Linked DNA regions of Pan troglodytes: region 2 is linked to region 1. A link is a contact called in public Hi-C data. All regions are on one chromosome and are shown on one strand. Each heading gives the region's core, a stretch centred on a gene start, on an enhancer-like site or on the middle of the called end of the contact. The rest is flanking DNA. Distances are from core to core; before and after follow the strand shown.

Region 1 (4,263 bases), core at 101-2,600:
TATGTGCCTGTGCATTGGATTTACCTGCCACTGCCTGCACCCCTGGCATTGGAACACTGCTTCTCCTTGGGCACAGCCCTTTGGGGGCCACAGCCCAAGACAGGAGGAAAATTGCATTGAAGGCCAACAGGAGCCAGCCTCCGAGGAGCATCACAGCTGAGACCTGCAGGGAAGAGACAGAAGGAAGGGTGTTGGCTGGGACAGGGGCAGGTGGATGCTCCCCTGCTCATTGACCAGCTTCTGAGTCCTCGCAGCATGTGGTTTGTGCTATTATGATCTCCATTTTACATAAAAAGAAACTGTCCAAGAAAATAAATTTTCCAATAAAAGTCCAAGAAACTGAAGTCATTTGCCTCAGAACACATGGGTAATTAAGTGGTAGAGCCAGAATGAAGATCCACATTGACTGACCAGCATATAGTACCTTTATTAAGCACTTGCTACATGCCAGGATCATCAGGAGAGGCACCTGGTAGCTGCTGTTACATCACCCTTATAACAATCAATTTTGAAGGCTGTATATTCTTCCTTAGAGGTGCTGGACTAGGAGTCCTTTCCCATTCTCCCCATTGTTGATTTTGGCAATGTGCATCATATCAGGGACTTTAACACCTTAGCTTTCATTTTTAAACCTAGCAGTGTTTAGAGGGTGGCCAGGTAAGAGCGTGCAGGTTGTATACTGCACAACTCTCAGAGACACATTGGGGGCCATCATAGATTTGCAAACTGATTACAGTGACTTTCCAGCAGATGGCAGTAGAGCATCCTAAAGAAGGGGCACCTTTTCCTAATTTGCACGAAGGTGCTATATTGGCTGGCAGCTGCCTTTGGAATCATCCTGCATGTTTGTTAAATTATCAGTAGCCGGACCCCACTCCACGCCTACGGAGACAGGGGCTCCGGGTGGAGCACAGAACTTGGCATTTTTGCAAAGTTGCACAGGTGTTTCTGAAGGGCTGTCAGGTTGAAGAACTTCTATGCTCAGTTCTAAGGAGAGTAATGGCAAATTCGAAGCCACTGGGACACTCAGGCAGTGAGGAAAGCCTCCTCGAATTCCGCTCAGCCAGCTTTCCTGCCTTAATGAGTTTAAACGAGCCCCTGAAGACCCAGTGACTTGGTGAGCCAGCTCTCACCTTCCAGGCAAAGTCAGGAATATCCTCCAGGGAACTGAAGGTCACGCAGCTCTGGTTCCAACTGTTGCCCTGAGGCCAGGAGCAGTAGGTGAGGATGCCAAAGGAGAAGGTCGGGGTCTGGAACCAGGCAGGGGAGATGAGGCTGAAGGCTGAGGTGCAGGTCAGAGAGAGCCCCAGAGCTACCCACACACTGCTCGACATTAGGCAGTATCGCTGACCTAGGGGTCAACAGCGAAGATTACTAATGGAGACTGCAGGGACAAGGAGAGAAAGGGGCTGGCCCAGGTGCTCCCTAGCCAGGGATCTGGTGTTATGATCAGACCCCAGATCATCAGCCCCCCTTGAGCCTGGAGATGCAAATGGGAGGTACTAATAACTGTGGTCTGGTAGTGGGGGTTACTTTGCCCTAGCAAATTCTAGAAGTACAACCCCCAAGTCCTAGAATAAATGTTAGCCCTTAAAGACCTTTGAACATTTGCGCCTCCACCTTCTGCATGGCACATCATCCTCACTGGTCCATGCAGGGCTCTTCTCATATTCCGTGCATACTTTCATTTGTTCATTTGTTCGTTCGTTCTTTCATTTATCAAATTTTTTTTTTTTTTTTTTTTTTTTGAGACGGAGTCTCGCTCTGTCGCCCAGGCTGGAGTGCAGTGGCGCCATCTCGGCTCACTGCAAGCTCCGCCTCCCGGGGTCACGCCATTCTCCTGCCTCAGCCTCCGGAGTAGCTGGGACTACAGGCGCCCGCCACCACGCCCGGCTAATTTTTTGTATTTTTCGTAGAGACGGGGTTTCGCCGTGTTAGCCAGGATGGTCTCGATCTCCTGACCTTGTGATTCGCCTGCCTTGGCCTCCCAAAGTGCTGGGATTACAGGCGTGAGCCACCGCGCACGGCCTATTTATCCATTCTTAAATGGAGCCTCCTCTGTTCTAAAGGGCTGCTTCTACCCAGTCGGGGCACCTTTTAAAAATTCACACACATAGCCCGGCGCGGTGGCTCACGCCTGTAATCCCAGCACTTTGGGAGGCCGAGGCGGGCGGATCACGAGGTCAGGAGATCGAGAACATCCTGGCTAATACAGTGAAACTCCGTCTCTACTAAAAATACAAAAAAAAAATTAGCCGGGTGCGGTGGCGGGCGCCTGTAGTCCCAGCTACTCTGGAGGCTGAGGCAGGAGAATGGCGTGAACCCGGGAGGCGGAGCTTGCAGTGAGTCGAGATCGCGCCACTGCACTCCAGCCTGGGCGACAGAGCGAGACTCCGTCTCAAAAAAAAAAAAAAAAAAATAATAATTCACACACATATGCCCGCCCTTCCTTCCGTCCTTCCTTCCTTCCTTCTCTCTCCCTCCCTCCTTCCCTCCTTCCCTTCTTTCTTTCCTTCCTTCCTTCCTTGCTTCCTTCCTTCCCTCCCTCCCTCCTTCCTTCCCTCTCTCTCTCTTTCTTTCTTTCAGAGAAAAAAGGTTGGAGTGCAGTGCATGATCATAGCTCACTGCCACCTCAAACTCCTGGGTTCAAGCGATCCTCCCACCTGTTGAGTAGCTGGGACTACTGGGGCAGCTAATTTTTATTTATTTTTATTTTTTTGCAGAGACGTTCCATCACATGTGGCTAATTAGAAACCTTTTTTCTTTTCTGTGGAAACAAGGTCTCCCTATATTGGCCAGGCTGGCTTCAAGCAACACTGATGCTGTTTATAGCAGCCACTTTGTTTTTTTTTATTTTAATTATTTAATGTATGTCATTTTGTGTGGAGTTAGGTTTGCAAAATTGGTGCGGTGCTGTATGCGTGCATTTCTCATTGCTGCAGATGGTATTATCTTTTTTTTTTTTTGAAACAGAGTCTTGCTGTGTGTCGGCCAGGCTGGAATGCAGTGGTGCCATGTCGGCTCATTGCAACCTCTGCCTCCCAGATTCAAACAGTTCCCCTGCCTCAGCCTCCCGAGTAGCTGGGACTACAGGCACATGCCACCACACCTGGCTAATTTTTGTATTTTTAGTAGAGATGGGGTTTCACCGTGTTGGCCAGGCTAGCATTACGTATTGCATTCTGCGTCTTACTTTTGGACTGAAACACCATGGATGTCTTGGTTTGGGTTCCCTTGAAGCAGATCCCAAGGGCCTCACCTCCCAATATCATCACCTTGGGGGTTAGGGTTTCAACATATAAATTTTGGGTGGACACAAATATTCAGTCCATAGCAAGACTCTAGTGAGAATCTGTGAATGTGGTTTGATTTTGCGTATATTTGTTTTTTTTTTTTTTTTTTGGCATGATACTGCTTTTCCAATGGAAATTCAAATTTTTTTGTTTGTTTGTTTGTTCATTGGTTTTGTTTTGAGACGGAGTCTTGCTCTGTCTCCAGGCTGGAGTACAGTGGCGCGATCTCAGCTCACGTAACCTCCGACTCCCTGGTTCAAGCGATTCTCCTGCCTCAGCCTGAGTAGCTGGGATTACAGGCACAAGCCATCACGCCCAGCTAGTTTTTGTATTTTCAGTAGAGATGGGGTTTCACCATGTTGGCCAGGATGGTCTCCATCTCCTGACCTCGTGATCCGCATGCCTCGGACTCCTAAAGTGCTGGGATTACAGGCGTGAGCCACTGCACCTGGCCGAAATTCAAATGTATTTTATTTATTTATTTATTTATTTATTTATTTATTTATTGAGATGGAGTCTCACTCTGTCACCCAGGCTGGAGTGCAGTGGTGCGATCTCCATTCACTGCAAGCTCTGCTTCCCGGGTTCATGCCGTTCTCCTGCCTCAGCCTCCCGAGTAGCTGGGACATAGGCGCCTGCCACCATGCCCGGCTAATTTTTTGTATTTTTAGTAGAGACGGGGTTTCACCCTGTTAGCCAGGATGGTCTCGATCTCCTGACCTTGTGATCCACCCGCCTCGGCCTCCCAAAGTGCTGGGATTACAGGTGTGAGCCACCACGCCCGGCCTCAAATGTATTTTAATATAAAAGTAAGTCAATGTAGAGTCAAGTCTTACTTTAATAATAGTCATGGTTTCACGGCATGGCTGAGGCTGGAAGGTGATTTGCTAACAAATAGCCAATCCTGCCACTGATGGCCAGAAAGGAAGCCCAGAAGGGTGAGCCTGCCCAAGGGCACTCAAGGTCAAAA
Region 2 (4,291 bases), core at 365-2,864, 240 kb after region 1:
ACAAAGCCACATGTGGGCAGCCTTGGGTTCCCATCCCAGCTGGCTGCTCCTTCTGGGGCTGTCTTGGTGGGGAGAGGGAGATGGGGCAGTGGGTCCCTGCTGACCCCTGAGCTCTGCAGGGGTCAGGATCCTCCCGTGGTCCCTGGTGTGGCTCTGGAAGACGCTGGCAGTGCCCGGCCAAGGCCTCCCGCAGGATGGAAGCTGAGGTCCTAAGAGAACTCAGCCACCCCCTTCACATTTTACAGCAAGGGGCCGGGCAGCAGCTTTCGGATGGGGCTTCCGTGGAGAAGTGGGGGATGCTGCAGTGGTACAAAGACAGCCTCCCCCACTGCCGTCCTCCAGCTGACCGTCCTCCAAGGCCAGCACTGGGCATTCAAGGGAAAGAAGGAACTCAGCCCAGAGGGTGTGGGCAGGAGAGGCCTGGAGTCAGGCCTCGACCCACAGTCCCCTCTGGGTGCCAAGTGGGAAGGGTGTGGGGGCTGGCTTGGGAACCTTACCCACTGCCCTTCCAACACCTGGATCTGTGGGCAGCGGTCCCACAAAATCCCCCTTGGGGCTCCCTGAGGAGGACTTGTGGCTGCCACTTCCACCAGGGAAGAGGGCACAGGAGGGGCCAGCACTCCAAAGGGCTCTAGGGTGGGTCTTTCAAGGACATCTGCAAGGCCCTGGTGGGGAGGGGCGGCGGGGCTGTCCCACGGAGGCGCCTGGGCCAGAGGCTCTTTGGAACTCTTGCACTTCTGAGTGGGGGACTGTCCATGCTGCCCACAACCTCTAGACCATGCAGCCTGCTCATGGGTCCCTGGCAGAGAATGCCCACTCCCCAGCAGACTCAGGGCAAGGCCCCCAACTGCAGGCTTCCAGGAAGGCCCAGGGTGTCCACCTCAGGCCAGGTGGTCTCAGAGGACCCCTGTGCAACCACATTAAGGAGAGCTGCAGCCCCCACCCACCCGCCTGCCAGTTCAACAAGCTCCGGCTGCACACGCAGGCTCCCAGGCACCATCACCCGCCTCCCCCGTCGCCCCTCCCTCATGGGGAGCCCCTTCCCCCTGGAAAGACAGCAGGTACTGTAGCCTCGCCTGCTGGCCAGGGGCGCCGGCTCAGAGGACCTGCCCTGACCTGCACGTGCTGACCAGACAGCCCAGCGTAAGGACCCGCGATCCCACGCCACCGCCCTGGGTTTACCACGGTCACCACCACCTCTCTCACAGGGCCCCCGGGGGACCCAGCCGCGCCCGGCCTGGTGTCTGCACCGAGGGACCGTGTCTCGCCCGGCAGCTCCTGCAGGGGAAGCCGTGGTCAGCGACTCACCACGAGGACAGGGCAGGGCGGCTGAGTGCGGAAGAGAAGCATGAAGCTGGGGGCGGGGGTGGGGGAGGAGGAACAAAAGTCGCATCTAGACAGAGGTGAACGAAACAAAACCAAAACCCGAACGTGTTCTCTCGCAGGGTGGGCGCCGCCCGTCCCGGGCCCTTAGCCCGACATCTCCTCTCGCTGCTCCTTGTGCCTGCTCACCTCGGCCGCGTGCAGCTCCTCGCGCAGCCGCTCGCGCAGTGCGGCCAGGTGCGCCTCGCGGATCTCCTTGCTGAGCTCCATTTGTAGTTGAGCTTCTCCTCCGCCTGGCGGCTGAAGTTGTTATTCTCCTCCAGCGCCTTGTGCAGCACCTCGCGCTCGTGCTCACGCCGCTCCACCGGCTGCGTCAGCACCTGCGCCTCCTGCGTTGGGAAGGGAACGGAGCCGCTTCCCCTGCCCAATGCGTTGGCCTCCAGGGTGGCACTCCCAAAAGTGGAAACTGATTTCTTGTTATGTAGAACTTATCAGAAACTAGGTAAAACAGTGTTTTGAAGGTTAGTGTATTAATTGAGGCTCTTTGAGTTACAAGAGACAGAGACATAGCTTAATAAGGTTTTACTATTTCTGCTTTTATTTTGATTAAATCCACCCCTGTATTCTCTTTAGGTTTGCTCGCTGGTCTTTTTTCTGTATTCCTGAGTTGAAAGCTCAGTCCATATATTATCAATCTTTTCTGTTTTCTAATGCATCATTTAAGGCTATACATTTTCCTCTAAGGACTATTTTGGCTGCTTACTGTATCAAAACCTGAGCTGAATCTTGAAGAATGGATAATAATGAGTTAGGGAAAGTTATTCCAGGCAGAAGTATCAACAAGATCAAAGGCACAGAGATGTGGAAAGAACATTCTGTGTGTGTGGCAGGAGCATCCCTAAGCAGTTTCGTGTTGCTCAAGCTGGGAATAGCAGGATATGCTGGAAAGGTAGGCAGGGGCCAGATCATGGAGATCCCTGATGCTTTGCTAAGGAGTTAGATTTCGTCTGTAGATGGAGAGCCATGAAAGACTTTTAAGAAGAAACAGGCAGGGCGTGGTGGCTCACGCCTGTAATCCCAACACTTTGGGAGGCCGAGGTGGGTGGATCACAAGGTCAGAAGATTGAGACCATTCTGGCCAACATGGTGAAACCCCGTCTCTACTAAAAATACAAAAATAGCTGGGCATGGTGGCACGTGCCTGTAATCCCAGCTACTTAGGAGGCTGAGGCAGGAGAATCGCTTGAACCCAGGAGGCAGAGGTTGCAGGGAGCCGAGATCGTGCCACTGCACTCCAGCCTAGCGACAAAGCTAGACTCTGTCTCAAAAAAAAAAAAAGAAGAAAAAATTTTTTCTTGCAATGGAAACTAGAGCAGCTGACCTGCCCACTCTATGTAGACACAGCCTTTTTAGTCCTCAAAAACATCTTGTAGATGCCTTTGTTCATTTGGGATTTGCCCATAGCAAACATTAGGATGTCAGACCAGGCTCTGAGCTGAGTGAGGGGCATTGCTTCTGACCAGATACCTTAAAGAAATGCTTGGAGAGTTCTCTCTCCCACTCCTATCCCATTTCTGTTATTAAAGGAAATGTTTAAGTGCCTCAGGTGAGACCTCTCTGCACTTTCTTGGTTTTCTGAGCCAAGCTCTATTAAGCCACCTGGAGCAAATGAAGACCATAATAGGGACAAAAGCACACAAATACCCCCAGCTGGAACGTGGCAGCAGCACCTCTGGCTCCCGTCAGCCTGGAGGAGCCGGCCAGGGGCTGGAGGGGGAAGGCTGGGTCTGTGTTTTCTTAGCGTACCTCAGTTCCCCGGGTAGCCCAAGGGCTCCAGAGCACCAGGTCTTGCCTCTTTCATCCCCGCCCCCTCCTCCAATCCTCACTGTGCCCATGCCAGCATCCTGGTCTCAGGGAAGTAGAAACTCCTCCCATATCACTCCTGGAAGAGGGGGATAGGCAGCCCATCACCCAAAAGCTTGAGTGATCAGCTCAGCCTCAAGCACGGGTCTGGGGTTAAGTCCTGGATAGGGGAGCTGGGGTCAAGGAAAATGGCTTCCTGGTCCACCTTTGGGCCGCCTTTCCACAAGACACATGAAGCTCTCCACATTCTCCTCTGAGAGCATAACCTCGGTGCATTGTTGGCTGAAAGCATTCCTATCTACTTTCCTGCCTCTGCCAAAGATTTCCTTCTATTTCCCTGACTTGGAATGAGCCAAGGGCCCAGGAGATGGGTTTGCCTCTGTCTTCCCGCAAAAGAAAACCTACTCTGCCTGTTGTCAGTATCTTCTGGCAAGAAGCAGAGTTGTGAGAAGAGAGAGCATGAAAGCAGGCACCTGGGTGGTCCTCATCTGTAAAATGGGCCGTAGCGTCTTCTGTGCAGGTCTGATGTGAGCACTGCATGAGATACTGCGTGCAAATTATCTGGCATGTAGGACCTCAGTACATGGCAGCTGCTGATGAATTCAGTGCCCTTTTCTTTGCAACAGAGGAGAAATCACCCAGGAAGGAAGAGTCAGATGAGGAGGAGAAGCCATCCAAAGCTGAGAGGACCCCCGTCAGCCATCCTCAGAGGATGCCCGCGTTTCCAGGCATGGATCCGGCAGTGCTAAAGGTACCAGACCTCTCACCAAGAGTCACCTGGTGGGCATGATCCTCAACCTTAGCAGCGTAAAGAACAGATTCCGGCTGGGTGCAGTGGCTCATGCCTGTAATCCCAGCACTTTGGGAGGCCGAGTCGGGCAGATCACGAGGTCAGGAGATCGAGACCATCCTGGATAACATGGTGAAACCCCGTCTCTACTAAAAAATAGAAAAAAATTAGCCGGGCGTGGTGGCGGGCACCTGTAGTCCCAGCTACCTGGGAGGCTGAGGCAGGAGAATGGCTTGAACCTGGGAGGCGGAGCTTGCAGTGAGCCGAGATTGCGCCACGGCACTCCAGCCTGGGCGACGGAGCGGGACTCCATCT

The links. A called contact is a pair of places that touch in the nucleus more often than the background predicts.
Region 2: a contact with region 1 is called in a Hi-C map of induced pluripotent stem cells, with 1.8 times the contacts expected there. The contact joins the enhancer-like site here to the promoter of LHFPL7 in region 1. A contact is called at or near these places in 2 of 7 Hi-C or Micro-C datasets (induced pluripotent stem cells and stem cell-derived neural progenitor cells).

Annotation. Positions count from the first base shown.
Region 1 is chr23:26,989,974-26,994,236 of NHGRI_mPanTro3-v2.0_pri, forward strand. It overlaps LHFPL7 (LHFPL tetraspan subfamily member 7), which reads right to left and starts at 1,351. Exons shown (of 3, transcript XM_054675949.1): 1 at 1,134-1,351; 2 at 25-163. The coding sequence starts at 1,334.
Region 2 is chr23:27,228,182-27,232,472 of NHGRI_mPanTro3-v2.0_pri, forward strand. KIAA1671 reads left to right here. Exons shown (of 13, transcript XM_054675950.2): 10 at 3,813-3,937. Among named protein-coding and RNA genes, the nearest start is that of CRYBB3, 18 kb to the right of the region's middle. Within about 2 kb of position 1,615, at least 1 of the 24 cell types and tissues checked has an H3K27ac peak or open chromatin away from gene starts, as enhancers often do. A contact at or near this core is called in induced pluripotent stem cells, where this site is marked.